Regions from separate parts of the Zea mays genome. Here region 1 is linked to region 2. A link is a contact called in public Hi-C data. All regions are on one chromosome and are shown on one strand. Each heading gives the region's core, a stretch centred on a gene start, on an enhancer-like site or on the middle of the called end of the contact. The rest is flanking DNA. Distances are from core to core; before and after follow the strand shown. Region 1 has its middle 52 kb from the start of LOC100191990. Region 2 overlaps LOC100274222 (DNA repair protein RAD23).

Region 1 (4,351 bases), core at 536-3,035, 190 kb before region 2:
GGCAGTGATCTTGCATTCGATGTTGTTTTCGATGTTTGTTTTGTGAGACTTGAGACTTTTGTGACTTGCATTTTGACTTATGAGATCGAATTCGACACTTTATGAAATGAGATGTTATTGTGATGAATTAGATGATACTATGGTTATCATTGTTATTGTTGTTATGCTAATTGTATGTGAGATGCTATATATGAAATATGGTGTATATTGATTTGCGGTGTGGCTGTGATTATCTATGAAAATATTGTGGAATGTGGTGTATAGTGAAAATGAAACAACATTTGTAATGCTAGTAAATTTAACTTTCTACGGCCATAACTTCCAAAAGGGAATATAGAGGCTATCAGAAGTTATTGGACTGATGGTGTCAGCCATGCGAACGGCGTCGGGCACCTAGTAAGTTCTGAGAGGTACTGTTGTCCATCAGAAGTTAGCTAACTTCTGAGACGACGTCTAACTTCTGAGAGAACAGGGACATATAACTTATGACGGCCTAGGCTCTCGAAAATTAAGTAGTTTCCTGTTGTGAGAAGATCGACGTCGAAGCGCCCTGGTGACCGTGAGCGAAGACGAAGGCGTTCGCGAAGGCGCACGGTTTGTCAGAGATGGCGACAACAGAGGCTGACGATGATCGGGGACGACAACGGCGGAGTGCCTACATATTGATCAGTGGAGAGATGCGACGATGGTGGAGTAGTGAAGAACATAGTGAAAAAACGAATAGAGGGAAAGCTTTTACATTAGTACCGATTGGAACCGTTAACCAGTACTAAATTTGCTGACAATTAAAACTGGTACTGAAACTGTAAGATGACTTTGTTTCCTTAATTTCAGTACCGGTTCTTAAGGATATGTATAAACTAAATACTATGTTGCGGTTCTTCAAGCACTATATACATATAAGAAACTCATTCGCACAACCCAATGTGTCTAAACCTTATATTTTATTAACTAGAACCCTTAAGATACAACTCATTAATTTAGGTTGTATGGGTGGAACCAAATCTTAGATACGGAAAACCGTGCTAGAGTCGTTCCTTTAACAAGATATGTCTCTTTTTTTTGCACTTATCCTCTTAGATAAACCTTAAGGCCTCCTTTGGATTGTATGAAATTTTTCTGTTTCCTGTATTTTTCCTATAAAAATGAAGTAATTCATGTTAAATTTCTTATGATGTCTATGAAATTCATGAGTTCCGAAGGAGACTAAGTTATTTATGTAGATTGTACTTAAAAAACAAATTATTAAGGATCGAAAACGCTGTGTTTTCCGTAGTGCGATGGTAGCCGCCAACAAAGGTACATCGCGACAAAAGTGATGGTAGCCGTGTAGCGATTACTGACCGTCTGTATGCGTACGATATGCATTCGAAAGTTTTCTTTCTTCCCCCACCTCTTTTCACATTTCCGAAAGGGGTAGCCGACTTTCGACAGTATCTGATGGCGTCGGGGCTCAGATCTCCACCACAAATAGCACTACAAATTTTACTTGATTTCGCAAGAAAACAATCTAGTGAATGAACTGACTAGTCGCATATTGTATAGGACTGTAAATTGAAACTGATTTGTCTAGGATAGGAATATTTGGCCCTTAGATTTTGCGTCAAAAGGTCGTGCAGCACACGGAAAGTCGTGGACAGGCAGGATGCTGCATGCCCGCGCGGCAGCCGGTTGTCGACGTGTCGTGCACTCTCGCTGAAGGATTGCACGCGCCGTGGTCCGTGGACGGCGACGTGTCGCGCGTCGTCTCCGCCGTCCCTCTCGGGAGAGCACGCACATCAGTGGTCGCCGAGCATGCAGCCGGCTGGCCTCACAGGACATCCGCGGTTCGATCAGGCCTGTGGTGCATGCGCAGTTGCGCACGTCGTCTTTCCATGCGAGAAAGCGCCCGTTTCGGCGGAGTCCGGCGAGCTGGAACCGGGTGCAGGAATCAATCATATCTACTCGATCCGGCACAGCCAGCTCACAGGATGCCAGCACTGCACGTGTGGACGGGATGGAACAGACGAACAGTCAACACAGTATACATTACTAGCCTAGAGGGGTGAATATGCTACACCTGAAATTTTTCACTAAAAACTTCGAGATAGGTTAAATTAAAGTTGCACTGTTGCAAACCGGATCAGTTGATTTTGATTACAACTGAACAAGTTTAAACCTACTCAACTTAGATTACATAATCTGTTAAACAAATATAAAGTAGTGAAGAATTTTGCTAAAGACTTGCCCTACACAAAATCTACTCGAATATATAATATGAACCAACCAACGAATTTAAAGTGCTTAACAACAACACACAAGAACACGCAATATAACCCGAGGTTCGGCAACCACCACAAAGGTGTCATACTCCTCGTTGAGGAGCCCACAAAGGGCCGGGTCTTTTTCAACCCTAATCCTCCACAAGCCGACCACAAAGGTCAAGGCAATCTTTTCTCAAATATGCTTAAAGAGCGGGTGATACAAACTTCTTGGGGTCGTCCACAAATTTGGAGACTCCCAAGCAACCTCTAACCGTCAAGGAGCACAAGGTTCCAAGAGTAACAAATCCGCACAAGGTTAAGTTTGCAACGAGCTCAAGAACAAAGAGAATAGGAGAATCGAGATGAAATTAACAGCGTGTTAGATCGAGTTCACCTCACACCAAGGGTCCTTCAAATGATTGAAGGAGATGCGATTGCGGGTGTGAGAGGTGAAATGAATGCACTTGTTGAGAGTTTGGTCAGCCAAGATTTCGTGGGAGAGGCAGAAGTAAATAAGAGAGAGAGTGTGTGGGGGGGTATATAAAGGATCCCCCAAAAGCTGGCAGCCGTTGGGAGAAAGGGGTAAAAACTGGTTGAACCGGTTTTCAGACCGGTTGAACCGGTTTCCACCAGGAAGATCCCGGTTCACTAACCTACTCAGCCGGAGACTCGACCAGATTCAAAACCGGTTGAGCCGGGAAAAAATCCGGTTGAACCGGTTTTCCCAAAAGATCTGCAACGACTTTTCTGACAGCTCTGACTGTCAGACAGATCAGAGCAGGGATGGCAGAGGAGCAGTCCTAAAACCGGTTGAACCGGTTTCAGGACCGGTTGAACCGGTTTCCAGGGCTGAAAACCAAGTTTTGAATATTTTGAAGAGAACAAAGGTGGAGTTTTTGTGGGAAGTAAAAATGGTTTTTCTCAAGGGCATTCATGATCTGGAAAAATGTTCTCGAAGATGTTTTCAAAGGATTTTGAACTTAGCTCATTGCATAACTTACTTAACCATTGCGGATCCCTCTTAATTGCACGACGATTCCTATAACTCAAGAATTATAAATTGAGCACTGCCGATGTTTCTAAGCACTTGGAGCACGCCATTTGATGTAGAATTTTAAATCCGCTGTGCTTTCTATTTTTATGCTCGTAAGATCTGTGCTTCTCCTGTCTATAGAATTACCGTGTACATGCTAGGAGCAAACTTATTAGAATCTCTGTTTGTTTTGTCATTTAATCACCAAAACCCTCAATTTGGGTTGATTGCACTTACAATCTCCCCCTTTTTGGTGATTGATGCCAAAACAAACTAGAGTAGAGATAAAAATTAAAAATTACGAATACTTGCGAGATAAAAGCATTTGTGTATGTGTTGCTCCCCCTAATTATGTGCATGAGTTTTGTGATATTAATATTGACTTGATATGTCAATTTGCAACATATTTAGAGAGAGTGAACAATCAACACCTTACACAAAACAATGAGGGATGTAACACAATTATAGAGTGTGATGATAGAAAGAGTAAAATTATACATACAAGCTCATTATTGCATAGCATAAGATATGAAAAGTTACTACTGCTATTACAATAATGATATCACATCTCATCACATCATTAAAAAAGTTTATGGCTTCGGAGCCATGCATCACAAGATAGACTAATAATAATTATTACAAACCGATGTTTATTACATAAATAAAAGGTACTGCCAAAATAAGAAACCTTCTCCCCCTTTTTGGCAACAAGAACCAAAAAAGGAGAGAGCCACCAACACAAAGATCACCAGTTAGGAGGAGGCTGATGCGGAGCGAAGAAATGGTGCGCTAGGTGAGATGCAAAGTGTTCTTCCCCAGACTGATCCGGGGGAGGAGCACTTCCAGAAGGATCCTGGGCGGAGGGTGTGAGGATGATTGACCCGGATTCCCTTAGTAGGGAGGCGGGGCAAACTGCTCGCGATCATCAAAGTAGGCTTCTTCTTCTTCTTCGTCGTCTGCTGACATAAAGGGCACCCCGTAGGCCTGCTGGTGCCACTCATTGATCTCCGGGGGAGGTGGATGGAGAGGCACGTCAGGCGAGCGAGGGGCAAAGGGCATACCCATAGTGGAAGCT
Region 2 (4,889 bases), core at 727-3,226:
GATGGATGATTCGATCGAGTGCTAGGACGGGAGATGGTCGTCAAGCGAGTATCATCTAACAACATTAACATAGTGTTTTATCCTAGGCAAATCTCGGTGCATTCACCTCTTTCCTTGTTGTTTACCAAAATTTTATCATCTTATATGATGCATTACGATCGTGCTGAGGGCTAGATGCACAGCAGTGGGCGACTCATCGCGGACTCACTATGACTATCATCATTGACTTGTACATCATAATGATATACTCGATCCGTCCAAGACTGGACTATCTATTTTAAGTGTTAAAGTAGTCCAAGGATAATCTACCTATTCTTTGTGCTGCATGTTAACTCCTTGTTACATGCATGCACGCATGCTGCATAGGAGTCGTTGGGATGACTCCTCCTTGCATACATATGTCCATATGATTGGTTAGCTGCACCGTCTCGTCCCATGTCACCACGTGTGTTGACTTTATCTGAGTTTGTGTTTGGTTGGTTGCACGTGTGAAGCGCAGGCTGCATGGACAGACGCAAAATAAGTTATGTTAGCTGCATCCACACGTACGTCTAAAACGGACGTACGCGGTTGGCCAGGCTCGCGCGAGATTGTACGTGTGGGTACAGTCATCCAATCAGGCGAACAATTAATGATCTTGTACACAGTAAAACTAGAGTACAACTTCAGTTCTGGTCTCCGGCTCGGCACTTCCCATCCACTAGAAGAGAATGGGAAGAGGTACATGTGCAAGTGGAAGAGGCGACTTATATGGGCCTGTTTGGTTTTCGGACGGAGACATCCTGGCTTGTGTCTTCGTGACCTGGCTGATCTAGAGCAGGTTTATGTGAGCCAGGCTCCAGAGAAACGCAAATAAATCCTGTATCTTATGAGCCAAGCTCACTTATCAGTTTTGCATCATCTAAGCCAGGTCCAGCTATAAATGCAGTCATCCAAACAAGCATAACTTGTATCGCTAGAGCCAGGCTGGAGAACCAAACACGAGAACGTATAAAGATGTTGTACCTCCGGAGCCGAGTTCGGTCTCATCAGGGTAACCAATCAGGCCCTATATGTACGTTGTGGGCTGAAAATTTCTGAAACGGTTGTTGCGCATGATTTGAGTGGGATATAGGTAGATCATCCTTGGATGGAGGGAGTATATACCTATCCAGAATAATGGTCATGCTGAATAGAGCAACTATAATAAAGTGTATATGCGGGCTCTAAGAAATGTAAAGGCTTCTACTGTTCTCTTGGCTTTAATCCAAAACAGCTTCTACTGTAGAAGTTGTTTCTACAGTGTTTTGTCTCTATGGATTATAGATGCAGCAGCCCGAACAATTGATTTTAATCTGATTAGAGCAAGTATAATAAGGTAATATAATCAGGCTGCAAAAGGTGTCATATTACATATATTAGATTTATAGTGATATGAAAAAAGAGATATAGAGAGAAGAAAATATGCTATTCACTAGTAGATAAAGGTGATCTGTTAAAGACTCCAAAACACTATGAGATAAAGTATGAGATAAAGAGGTGGATACAATATTAAATGTACGACTTATATTCTTATATTATAAAAATAGTTATTATATAACTAATATTTTAATTGGTTACATGTGACCTTGCGACGTTATAAAATATATACTATACACTGTATTATTAACGGGCGCGCCGTTTCGTGGATGAATAATTTAAGCCTGGCGTGGCTATTCAGACTTGACTCGTGCTTGGAGTCGTGCTTGGAGTAGCACGTTTAATATAAACATGGAAACTGAACACGGGACCTTAGTAATCAGTTCGTTTTGCTTCTGTGTGGTTAATTAGTAATATGAATAATCTTATGTTACAAAATCTGTCGTTTGATGATCGCTTGGCCAGACGCATATTCAACTCATGATGTCTTGCTCGTCGGGACTCGGGACATCACCCACGATGCAATCATACAGGTAGGTACACGACGAAACCTAACCTTTTTGCAAGAGGGCGGTGCAGTTCCGTTCCAACCAATGCACGGAGACTTCTACTTCTACATGATGGATTGCATAACCAAGTTATGCCTTCCTTCCTCGAATACGAAAAGATACCCTTTAATATCGTGACAGTGAAACCAGAATAATTATATCACGGTTCAGTTCCGCATCTTCGCAAATTATAACGTAAATAGCAACGATAATAATTTACACTTAAAGTGAGGCGATAAGTTTGAATAGGCCAGTATCAAATTCTAGTGTGATATGTAATTGTGATTAAACTTAAATAAACATGGTTTGACATTATCTACTATCTATCACGTTATAATTATGTGAAACAAACAGCACCACAATGTTAGACTGCATAAGCCATCCTTATCGAAGCAAGAGGCAGGAGGGAAACAGCAAACTTTTGGCTTCTTTCTCAAATAAAAGAGAGCTGTCGCTGTCGCCTTCTCTTTCAAGGATGCTGGTTTGAATATATTTTTTCTGATATCCGTCCACCGCTTATAGACAAGCTCCATAGATGTGTGTTCTCCACAAAAGTAATAGTCCCTTAATTTCAAATGTAAATTATTTACCAAATCGTAGATCATTTTAGCTTTTATAGATTCTTAGTTTTACAATGCACTATACTTTATGTATATTATATATTATAGAAAATCCAAAACGCCCTAAAACTCATAATATTGATACAATGCAACAATACGCCAGGAAAAAGAGCAAAGAAAACAAGTGAGCAATCGAATCCTTCCCTCCAAACCAAAGGCCACGATTTGACAGGCTTTCATACACGGTGTAACGCTTGATATTGAATTAATATGTACTTAGAAAGCATTCCGAACAAATATATATGGAAATAAAAGATAGTCAGCAGCATAGCATAGACGACCGAGTATCTCTCGTCAGGCAGAGGGCATAAGAACGACACTCGCTGTTCTGCAACTGCCTCGGTTTCCTCCATCCACCCCACGTCTATTGCTGCTGCTCGTCAAACTCATGGCCATGATCCAGGAGGTAGTTGGCTGTAAGCTCTTCGTCCTTGTTGCATGCAAAGAAAACTTCTAGCACAAGCTCACGGTTGAACCCCATTCCCTCGAGCTGTTCAGGAATATAATAATGTAAGTAGAAAAAATACAGTAACCAGGAGCTCAGAGTTTGGAATATGGGCTAGGGGTGGTAATGGGTCACGGTTTAAATGTTTGTTTCTTCACAATAAGTTAGTTAGGACACTTAAATAATTTTAGTTTAAAAATGAAAAAGAACATAGACCGATCCTAATTTGATTCGATCATTAAATTTAAATTTTATAGTGTAAAATCTAGAGGCCATTACCACCGCTAAGTACGGCATAACAAGTGCCCCTTGTTCAGGGGCAGATTGGCAAAATGTTTCATGCGATCCATACCAGCTCTTACGGCTGTCGGCAGCAGTTGTGTAGATTTACACTGTAGATTACACAGTTTACGGAGTTAAGTTTAAAATAAGAGAGATAGGGATGGGATAGCTTCTAGAGACAGCCTAATGGTGGCAGCAATTCTATCCAACTACGCAGATTTCAGTGCACCATTCATCTCCACTCAGATCCTCTCGAATTACGTCATAGAAGCAAAGAAAACTGAGGCAAAGCTAAACTATTCCAAATAGATTTGAAAATTGTGCTCTTCAATTACTCCCTTTATTCTAGATTATAAGATGTTTTGGCTTTTACAGATTCATAGTTTTTGCTATGCACTTGATAGTGTTTGACTAAATACATAGCAAAAACAATGTATCTGGAAAGCCAAAAGGTCTTAAAATTTGGGAGGGGGTAGAATAGTAGCTGCATCTAGAATTTGCGACTACCAAGTTAAAATAGAATCTGTATTTAGGATTTGTGTCTAGCACTAGAAATTTGGAACAATACCTGAGGCCTCAAGAATAACTTCAGAAGTAATGTAAAATTACACTTATAAAGCAGAGGCATAATGTAAAAGTACTATGGTTATCTTGTCTCACAATTACATTCTGCCTAGCCATTAAATTTGTGTTGCAACAAAAGGACTGTACTTTCATTAACATGCAAACATGAGCAAATTATCTGGAAACACATAGGTCAAGACAAAAGGAATATTTAAGATGAACTGCAAATAACACAATAAGTTATAAAAGAGATGTACCCGCTGGATAGCCTCCCGTTCCTCTGGGGTAACTGTCAGCGTTTGTGGCACAGCAGCTGCCAGTTGACCTAGTATGTTCCTGGTTCACCAGAGCACAATGTAAAAAATTTCTCCCATGACTCATTACCATAATTATGCACCTGAAGTACCCATGACTTAACATAATTATGCAGTCTGCTTACCCTCCAGGACCACCCTCAGGAGATTCATTCACCAAGCGGAGAAACTCAGCTTGATTTTCCTGAATCAACCGCAGAATTTGTGGGTTTTGTTTACCTAGCTCTTGAAGCATTGGCTACCAATCAACAAATCATACAATCATTGACCAAACCCAGTGAAATGACTATTAAAATATAAAATGTCAAAAAATACTAAGGAATAACACAGTAAAAGCACCTGCAAGATTTGAGGATTAGCCTGGACTAACTGAAGGAGTGCTTGAAACTGAAGAGGATAAATAACAGTTAGTAAATTACAAGCTCATTACTTATTTGTATGTAAGAAGCTGCTCAATTACTACCTGTGGAAGCTGTCGCAAGGCATCAAGAGCACCAGATCCTGCACCTGGAACAACACCTGGGTTGGACCCACCACTTGGAACACCCTTTTCAGAAATTTAGTATCAAAAAAGGTAAGAAATATTACAGAAAGGGAACACTGCTTTCAGGACAAACATGGAAAATGTCAGGTAACTTTAACTGCAAGCTGTAAGGGATAAGATGCATTTATATTATCATGAATTCATAATGCATCGACAGAGGGAAGTGTAAAAGCA

What was found. A called contact is a pair of places that touch in the nucleus more often than the background predicts.
Region 1: a Hi-C map of endosperm shows a contact between it and region 2, with 1.6 times the contacts expected there. The contact joins two enhancer-like sites. A contact is called at or near these places in 4 of 25 Hi-C or Micro-C datasets (bundle sheath, endosperm, leaf and 1 more).

Annotation. Positions count from the first base shown.
Region 1 is chr9:34,429,860-34,434,210 of Zm-B73-REFERENCE-NAM-5.0, reverse strand. No RefSeq gene overlaps it. Among protein-coding and RNA genes, the nearest start is that of LOC100191990, 52 kb to the left of the region's middle. Within about 2 kb of position 1,785, at least 14 of the 20 cell types and tissues checked have an H3K27ac peak or open chromatin away from gene starts, as enhancers often do. A contact at or near this core is called in endosperm, leaf and leaf mesophyll, where this site is marked.
Region 2 is chr9:34,236,843-34,241,731 of Zm-B73-REFERENCE-NAM-5.0, reverse strand. It overlaps LOC100274222 (DNA repair protein RAD23), which reads right to left. Exons shown (of 12, transcript NM_001148593.1): 8 at 4,635-4,718; 9 at 4,511-4,558; 10 at 4,297-4,409; 11 at 4,115-4,193; 12 at 2,747-3,056. The coding sequence ends at 2,931. LOC103638229 (a long non-coding RNA gene) reads left to right here. Exons shown (of 3, transcript XR_558633.4): 3 at 1-304. Among protein-coding and RNA genes, the nearest start is that of LOC103638229, 5.4 kb to the left of the region's middle. Within about 2 kb of position 1,976, at least 14 of the 20 cell types and tissues checked have an H3K27ac peak or open chromatin away from gene starts, as enhancers often do. A contact at or near this core is called in endosperm, leaf and leaf mesophyll, where this site is marked.